Regions from separate parts of the Zea mays genome. Here region 2 is linked to region 1. Evidence: chromatin contacts called from public Hi-C data. All regions are on one chromosome and are shown on one strand. Each heading gives the region's core, a stretch centred on a gene start, on an enhancer-like site or on the middle of the called end of the contact. The rest is flanking DNA. Distances are from core to core; before and after follow the strand shown.

The links. Hi-C and Micro-C count contacts between places; a contact is called where the count stands out from the background.
Region 2: a Hi-C map of leaf shows a contact between it and region 1, with 3 times the contacts expected there. The contact joins the promoter of LOC100192621 here to the promoter of LOC100284147 in region 1. A contact is called at or near these places in 2 of 25 Hi-C or Micro-C datasets (leaf and tassel).

What each region holds. Positions count from the first base shown.
Region 1 is chr4:243,851,381-243,855,327 of Zm-B73-REFERENCE-NAM-5.0, reverse strand. LOC100284147 (small nuclear ribonucleoprotein F) reads right to left here and starts at 1,838. Exons shown (of 5, transcript NM_001366696.1): 1 at 1,649-1,838; 2 at 9-96. The coding sequence starts at 1,654.
Region 2 is chr4:243,983,932-243,987,506 of Zm-B73-REFERENCE-NAM-5.0, reverse strand. LOC100192621 reads right to left here and starts at 1,604. Exons shown (of 2, transcript NM_001137836.1): 1 at 376-1,604. The coding sequence starts at 1,557. It overlaps LOC109946110 (B-box zinc finger protein 32-like), which reads right to left. Exons shown (of 1, transcript NM_001320520.2): 1 at 3,221-3,575. The coding sequence ends at 3,287.

The DNA of each region.
Region 1 (3,947 bases), core at 589-3,088:
TAAATTACCTTTGTACTCCATACCCCACTTGAGTTTGACAATTACAGGCTTCCCCGTCAGGTTGTTCAGGAAAGGTTTTGGGTTAACTGGCACAGTCTGCTCAAAACGAGAGTTGCTCGGTGAGCACGTGTATCATAAGATTTTCCTTTATTATAGCTAGCAAACATAAATAACAAGAGTGCAAGACTCATTTCATTTGAATTTACATAGTTCACTATTACTGAAGTCAATTGGTCAACTACATGATAGCCTTCAAGTCATTTACAATAGTCTAGTGACTAAAGAACGTCATAGAAATATGGCATGCATGACATGATGCACCCAGTGGCTCAATATTTAACTCAAAATAGACCAATAATTCATGGCAAAGATGTATAAACATGTCAACATTTTAAATATCATGATCTAACCCATCATTGAAGGAGACAGTGAGACACAGGCGTATTTTTTATCCATTTATCTATTCAAGTATATTACATTATTACTGTTAAATGTTAATTAAATTTCTCCTCCAACTTTTGCAATTCAACAATTAACAAGACAGGGAATCAAGCTCAACAGCTTATGCCCCTGCTTAGCTCATTACAACTTGATGCTTTTCACAGAATGTTAAGATCACAAGCAATTTTCAACTGGAACGCAAAATAGCAATCAGCTGTGCATGAAGGCAAATATTAATGCACCTTGGGATCAAGCTAACAGAAACAGTTGTGACTATTATATGATATGATACTTCAGCGGTACTGGACACTGGTAGAGGTGAAACCACTGGCCTGAACTTCTGATAGGTAATGATGACTAAGATCAGAAGCAGCGACATCCATAAAAAGATATAGAAAGGCCAGTCATGTTTCCAAATCCAGTTTTTGGCCACACCGATATAAAATTTGTAGCCACTCCACACAAACAAAAAACAGTTCAATCATGCCCTAAAATTAAGAGAGAGAACATTCTATTGTCAATAAATTCCAAACATGGATTCAATACAAGACACTGTTCTTAAGGCGCTTTAAAAACCATGATACAAGATCAAGGCGAAAATTAACTTCCCCCTGTAACCTCTAAACTCCTGATAATTACAAACTGATGCGCCTTCAACATTACTCTGCCACAATTCCCCTCTTCCCAATTGCATAGCTGATTCCTTCAAGTATCTCAAAAGTCAAAATCATACACCACACCTAATTAGTACCTATATCTTGCTGGAATTCGACCTGAGTGTCTCAACTGTGAACGCCCTCCCAACTACAGCAGACGACCTCCCGACGCGCTGCCCGCCTCCCGATGCTTCCTCGTGTCCCCACGACTTCGCCGGTGCCGTCCCCATACCTACCCCTATTCTTCTAGGGCCGGCAGTGGTGAGCTTGGGATGCGCCATCAATTTTCCGTCGCTTGACACCGAAGTCGATTTCAGACGGTTGACAGATAGGAAGCGTGAAAAAGAACAGCCGGCGACGCAAAATCACACAATGACTAAGGCTATCTCCAGCAGCTTACACATCCCCATACCCATATTCAAACTCCACGCGAAGTGCTTTTGGTTAAACTTTGGGTAGTACGGCCTAACAAGTAAGTGCGAACAGATTCGGTCCGTAAATCGTCTAGAGAAGCGACATCGAGAGATCCGCTGGAAGTCAGAAGAGCGTACCGCCATTGAAGAATGCAGCAGCAGTTGTCGTCGCTCGTCGGCGCGGTTCGACTGGAGGGAGAGAAGGCCGCGAGGACGAAACTACAGTTCCTGGCGCTGGCGCGGCGGTCACGATTAGGGTTTAGGAGAGCCCAAGCGGGGTACAGGGACCTCCTGGAGATCAGGGACGAACCGCCGCCAGAAAGTAGTTGGGTTGGCCCTTTTGGCTTCAGCCCGTTTAGTAACTTTGGGTCTGTTTGGTTGGGCTGTGGCTGTGAAAAAAGTTGCTGTGGGCTGTGAAAAAAGCTGATGTAGGCTGTAAGCCGTTAAAAAGCTAAAAACTGTTTGGTGGAAACCACTAAAAGTCGTTAAAAGTTCTTCGATATATGTTTTCACAGTTCCATTCGAAAAGCCACTAAAAGCAGGTTCAGGAGTGCTTTCAGATTTGCACTGTGAGAAAGCCAGCTTTTAGAAAAAGCTGCTTCCTAGATCTAACCCTTTGGTTGGCTTTTGGCTTTTAGGGGGCAAAAGCCAAAAGCCAAAAGTCAAACCAAACACACCCTTTATGGGCCTCAGTGTCGAGACTATTCTTGATTTCTTTTATTTCAAAAAAAATGTTTTCTAATTTCGAGACTAAAACATTATCCTGAATCGAGTATTTTTTGTATTTTTTTATGTTGGCGATTTTTTTTGTAAAAGGTGTTTATGAATAATGAAAATTTTCTATTTTATTGTTCTCTCGTCCAATGCCTTCCACGGGACCGCAACAATATGAACTGATATTTACGTTAATGATGGTTTTAGAGAAACCGGTGTTGACACTCTGGAACGGAAACCTTTTTTCTTACGATTCTAATTTTTTTTTACTAATATTAATGCAGGAGTTGCCTATACAACGGTTCATGCAGATGCGTATGAGCATGCAAGCTCCAGCGAAATAAATTATGGGAATAAACCGAAATGGTCCTTCGGCAAGGAAAACTTTGTCTTCTATCGCGTAGCTCACACCTTCATTTGTGTTATATAAAGTATAAATATGTTAAATATATATTAATAATTTAAAATATAAAATACAATCGTGATCAGGCCAACATTGCAGGCCAAGAAGGCAGCATAGGAGCGCATTGTTGTGTGTTATTTTGTCTCGATCCGGAGGCACGCTGAATATCGGTACGTGTACTGATACTGACCTGGTCCCGGATGACTCTTTTGGCAAGATATGGAAATCTATAGGTTTAGATTGTATTTGGATAAATATTTCATTTAAACAAGATATATATATATATATAGGGTAGGTATAACGGGAGCCCTGGGCTTCCAATAGTTAAAGGAAGCCCAGGCCGATCACCCCTGCAAACTGGTTCAACCAGCGCGACCAAACAGGCTGTCGGGTGCGCCACCTGCCCCACGTCTGTTAGCGCAAAAAAGGAATGCATGCATGAGTCAAACACGATCCAATGCATGCGCATAAATTTAGGAAAGATATGTGCGGCAGTTTCTGTTTTTAAAATCCTTTATTTCCTCCATAAATTTAGGATCGCTGCAACAGCCATGCAGCTAGACGCGTAAAGACCATTTTATGATATATACTGAGACTAAATATGCTACACAGTGTTAATAATTATGCAATTCGATATACTGCGTAAAATTCTGTTACCAGCTGCATGCACACGAATTTATGATAAAAATAATGTGCAATGAAAGGAAATGAATTACACGCATAGAAACAAAAAATCGTATTTAATGTTTTATTTCCTTCATAAATATAAGATCCCTCCAACAGCCATGCAGCTAAAACACATTAAATCTAGTTTATGATATATACTGATACAAATTATACTACATGATGTAGGTATTTATGCAATTCGTTACACTGCGTATAAAATATGGCATGTTGTTCACTGGTGGACGCACCTCCGGGTTGGAGCGTAATAACCTTAAGTTTTGAGCATAAAATCCCTCAATTATAAGCGTATATACCGAGCCAATATGAGAGGTTGATAGCTCTAGTAGGTTGTTATTACGATCCTATTTTTATGGCAGATCCGAAAAACATGGCAGTCGCATGCATGCGGTTATACAGATCCTAAAATTATGGTAAAATGCATGCATGAGTCAATCACGTTCCCTTGCATGCGCGTAAATTTAGGAAAGATATGTGTGGCGGTTTCTATTTTAAATGCTTTATTTCCTCCATAAATTTAGGATCGCTGAAACAGACATGCAACTAAAACTCGTAATGACCATTTTATGCTATATACTGATACTAAATATGCTACACTGTGTAGATAATTATGCAATTCGGTATACTGCGTAAAAA
Region 2 (3,575 bases), core at 355-2,854, 130 kb before region 1:
GTAAATTATTTTACTTGATTCGTGATGAATGGAAGTTGCGATGAAAATGAAAACACCGTGGCATATTTCTCAAGAATCATTGCTTGGGAACTAACAGCATACCCATAACACATTATTGTTTCTGCACTACCATTCTGTGATTGTGCCAATAAGCACTGAGCGACAGTATCTGATGCTGGCTCGCGACTAACAGGAGCAACTTTAGTTTCAGTTGTTTGAGCAATATGAGCACAGAACAAATAATCTAGCTTTGTCATCCCAGTTCTACCTACTGGATTTGGTACTAAGCTACTGAAACACAAGCATATAATAAGCTAATAAAGCAATGCTTGACAAAAGTAGAAACAAAGTTAGCAAACAGTGATGAATCTGTACCTGATAACTAGGACCGAAGGCCAACCCCGTGAGCTTAGACTTATCCTGCTTTGGTCTGTTCTTCATCAGCTCTGCTTGATTTACTTCTAAAATCTGGACCGGCGTATCATTTCTACCTCTCTTCCCTCCACTCCTACCCATCTCTGGTGGCAATATCGGTTCATGCACCGGTGGCAATGTCGCTGCTACCTCATGACCATAACCTCCAGCAGTATAATCTACTCCATATGGCACTGCCGCAACATGGTCATATCCACTGGCATGCTCCCCTCCATGCGCATGAACATACCCTGCACTTTGCCCTCTTTCATATGCGGCATACTGTGTTCCATCCTCATAATTCGCACTGGCACTAGGATCCCAACCATAAGCACCGTGTTGCGCATAGTGGTTTGGATCCCACGCATATGTTTCATATCCACTAGTGCTCCCAGCTCCAGCATCATAGCTTTGCTGCTGCTCCCCGGTTGCAGCATTAAAAGCCTGCTGGTTTTCATGCTCCTCCTCCAGCTCCGGCGCAGGCATGTCACCATCACTGCCACTATCTTCCGAATCGTCGTCGTCGGTTGCGCCGGTGTCAGGCCTTTCCGGGGCTCCTGTGTTGGCAACCGAGCTTGAAGGCAGAGCGGTGCCGAGATTTAGCTTCTCTGGCGCAGCCGTATCGATTGCCGACCTCCTCGCTCCCGCGCCAGAGCCGGCGCCGAGCCCGAGCGAGTGCTTCGGAGGCGGGAGGAACGAGGACACGGGACCCGAGCCAGCAGACACGGGCGGCAAGCGCGCCTCGTTGTTGCTCGCGCGGCGCTTCTTGGGATCGTCCTCCTCGTCGTCGGAGCTGTCGCCTGTGGGCTGCCGGATCGGCTGCGGGCGATACTGGACGACGCGCTTAGGGTTTCCTCCGGAAGACTTGGGCGGCGGGATAGAGGAGAAGGTGGGGTTAGGGGCGGGGGAGGATTTGGGCGCCGAGAGAGAGGAGAAGAGCGGCGTGGGGGTGGATTTGGGCGCCGGGAGGGAGGAGAAGAGCGGTGCGGGGGCGGACTTGGGTTGCGGGAGCGAGGAGAAAAACCCGCCTGCGCCGCCACCGGAGGAAGTGGCGATGGCGGGGGAATGAGCAGGAGGAGGAGCAGGTGGGGCCTCATCAGCGTCGTCGTCGGAAGAGGCGTAGCTGGCGAGGAGAGAGTCCATGGCGTGGCTGGGCGGCGGCTTCGGTCGCCGGGGGAGGAAAAGTAACGGGGAACAGGAAGACGGCGTCACGGCGCCAGAGCAGCTCGGGTCGGGGTCGTGGGCCCGACCGTACGAGGCCGAGTCGTGGCGTGGGCCGCCGGCCGCGGCTGGGTGGGCCGATGCAGACGACTCGTGTATCTCGCGAGCTGCATAAATATTTTATTTTTCATAAATATTTATCAAATTTAAAAAATACAAAACTCCCTACCCGATTGAATTTGAACCGACGCCAAGTGCTTAGAGCAACTAACACCAAAACAGATATTATTAAAAAATAATGATTTTTGTTGCTCCAACACTCTCTCATTCTTATCCAAAAAAATTTGCCTTGTCTTCATGTGCTGGGAAAGATGAACTAGTAGGATGCTGACTTGTTTTCATGACCTGGTAGCTAGTAGACCAACATGGCTTTGTCCAAATATCTTGTCTTTCATTTATATATGTTAGCGAAACTAGCTACATGTTCGTTGCTTGAGACGTTAACATTGCTAGCATGTCACACAATGTTCATAATATGGATATCTCGATGTACAGACATTTATTAGAACCTATTGCTACATGTTCGTTTTAAATCGCAGGGCTGAAATTACAGAGCTTAAACACCTTGAGCAAAACTACCATTTCGCTTCACAACAGAGATATAAACGGGGTTTACGCCCTATTTGAATATTACTGATATTGTCTATAAAATTTTTTGACCACAGTTACGGTAGTAACACTTTTTTTTTGGCGGAGGAGGGAGTACTTTTTACCGCAATTCTAATTGGCGGCCGACCTAATTGATGACACGAGTATATATTTACAGTTTTAATTAAAATTTCTTCCTGCAAGAAACTTTAGGGAAAATATATATAGAGAGAGAGAGAGAAATTAGGCCGGATATGCTACGTGGGCTGATGATGCACGCAAAACGGGCCAAATAAACGAACTTAGATGATCTGGGGGCTGCAGCTCTGTAGGGGCGGCGTCCTTGGCAATTGGCATGTCTGGAGGTTGGAGGAGTGTCCGGCGGGGAGGGGATCTCCCCGCGCCGCGCGTCCGGACTAGACAGAGACAGCGATCTAGCCACCGAAACGAGTCCCGCCGCGCTACTACGCTGGCCGCTCACGCACGGCACTCGGTCGGTCTGGCCTGGTGCCGCGACGCACGCGCGATGGCGAGTCGTCGACGCGTTCGCCCTTCGCCGTATCGGATCGTGTGGATCCCGGGCCGGCAGCCGCGGGTGATCTGCGGGCTGGGGGTGTCCATCTACCACCGGTGCGCGACGCGTCCGAGCGTATGATGGCTCGCGCACGCACGCACGAACGTTTGGTTTCGCACGATTCCACGAGGCCGTGTACCATACCACCGGTTGAACCGTGTCCTATTAAAAATAGGTATCAAATTCGAAGGTTAACGAGCGGCCAGGAGGAGAAGAACTCCTGGATGAGGATGACAGACGGCTGCGGCCCTTTTATGCCGTCCTCATCATGTGGGTGGGTCTAGTCCCCGATCAACAACGCTGATGCGTACAGTACGCATTTGGCACACACAATCAGATCAGCAGAGAAGATATCCAGCCAATGGAACCGGCTTTTGTTAATCGGACGACGAGAGGAAGCCAAGCCAACGACACCACACGATCGATCTCGTTAATTACTAAAATAATTAGGGAGGAAAAGGACAAACTAACGTCGCCCACATGCTGTTGCTACATTGCAGACGGATGTGGGCCCTGCCGGACCACGAATTCAGGAGAGCACTCGGCCCATCCCTCCTCCAGGTCCGGAGCGCCCGCCGCCGGGGGTCTCGCTCTCGCCGCGCGCGTCATCCACCACGCCGCAACTGCGAGCACCGCAGCCTCCGCTCCACCGCCGGCGCGGACCTCCGACCAGCGCGCGGCGGCCATCGCGACGCGGAGCGGGACGCGACGACGGCACGCGGGCCCCGCCGCGACCCTCTTCCTCCTGGCCCACCCCCCCTCCAGCACGTCCTCCGCC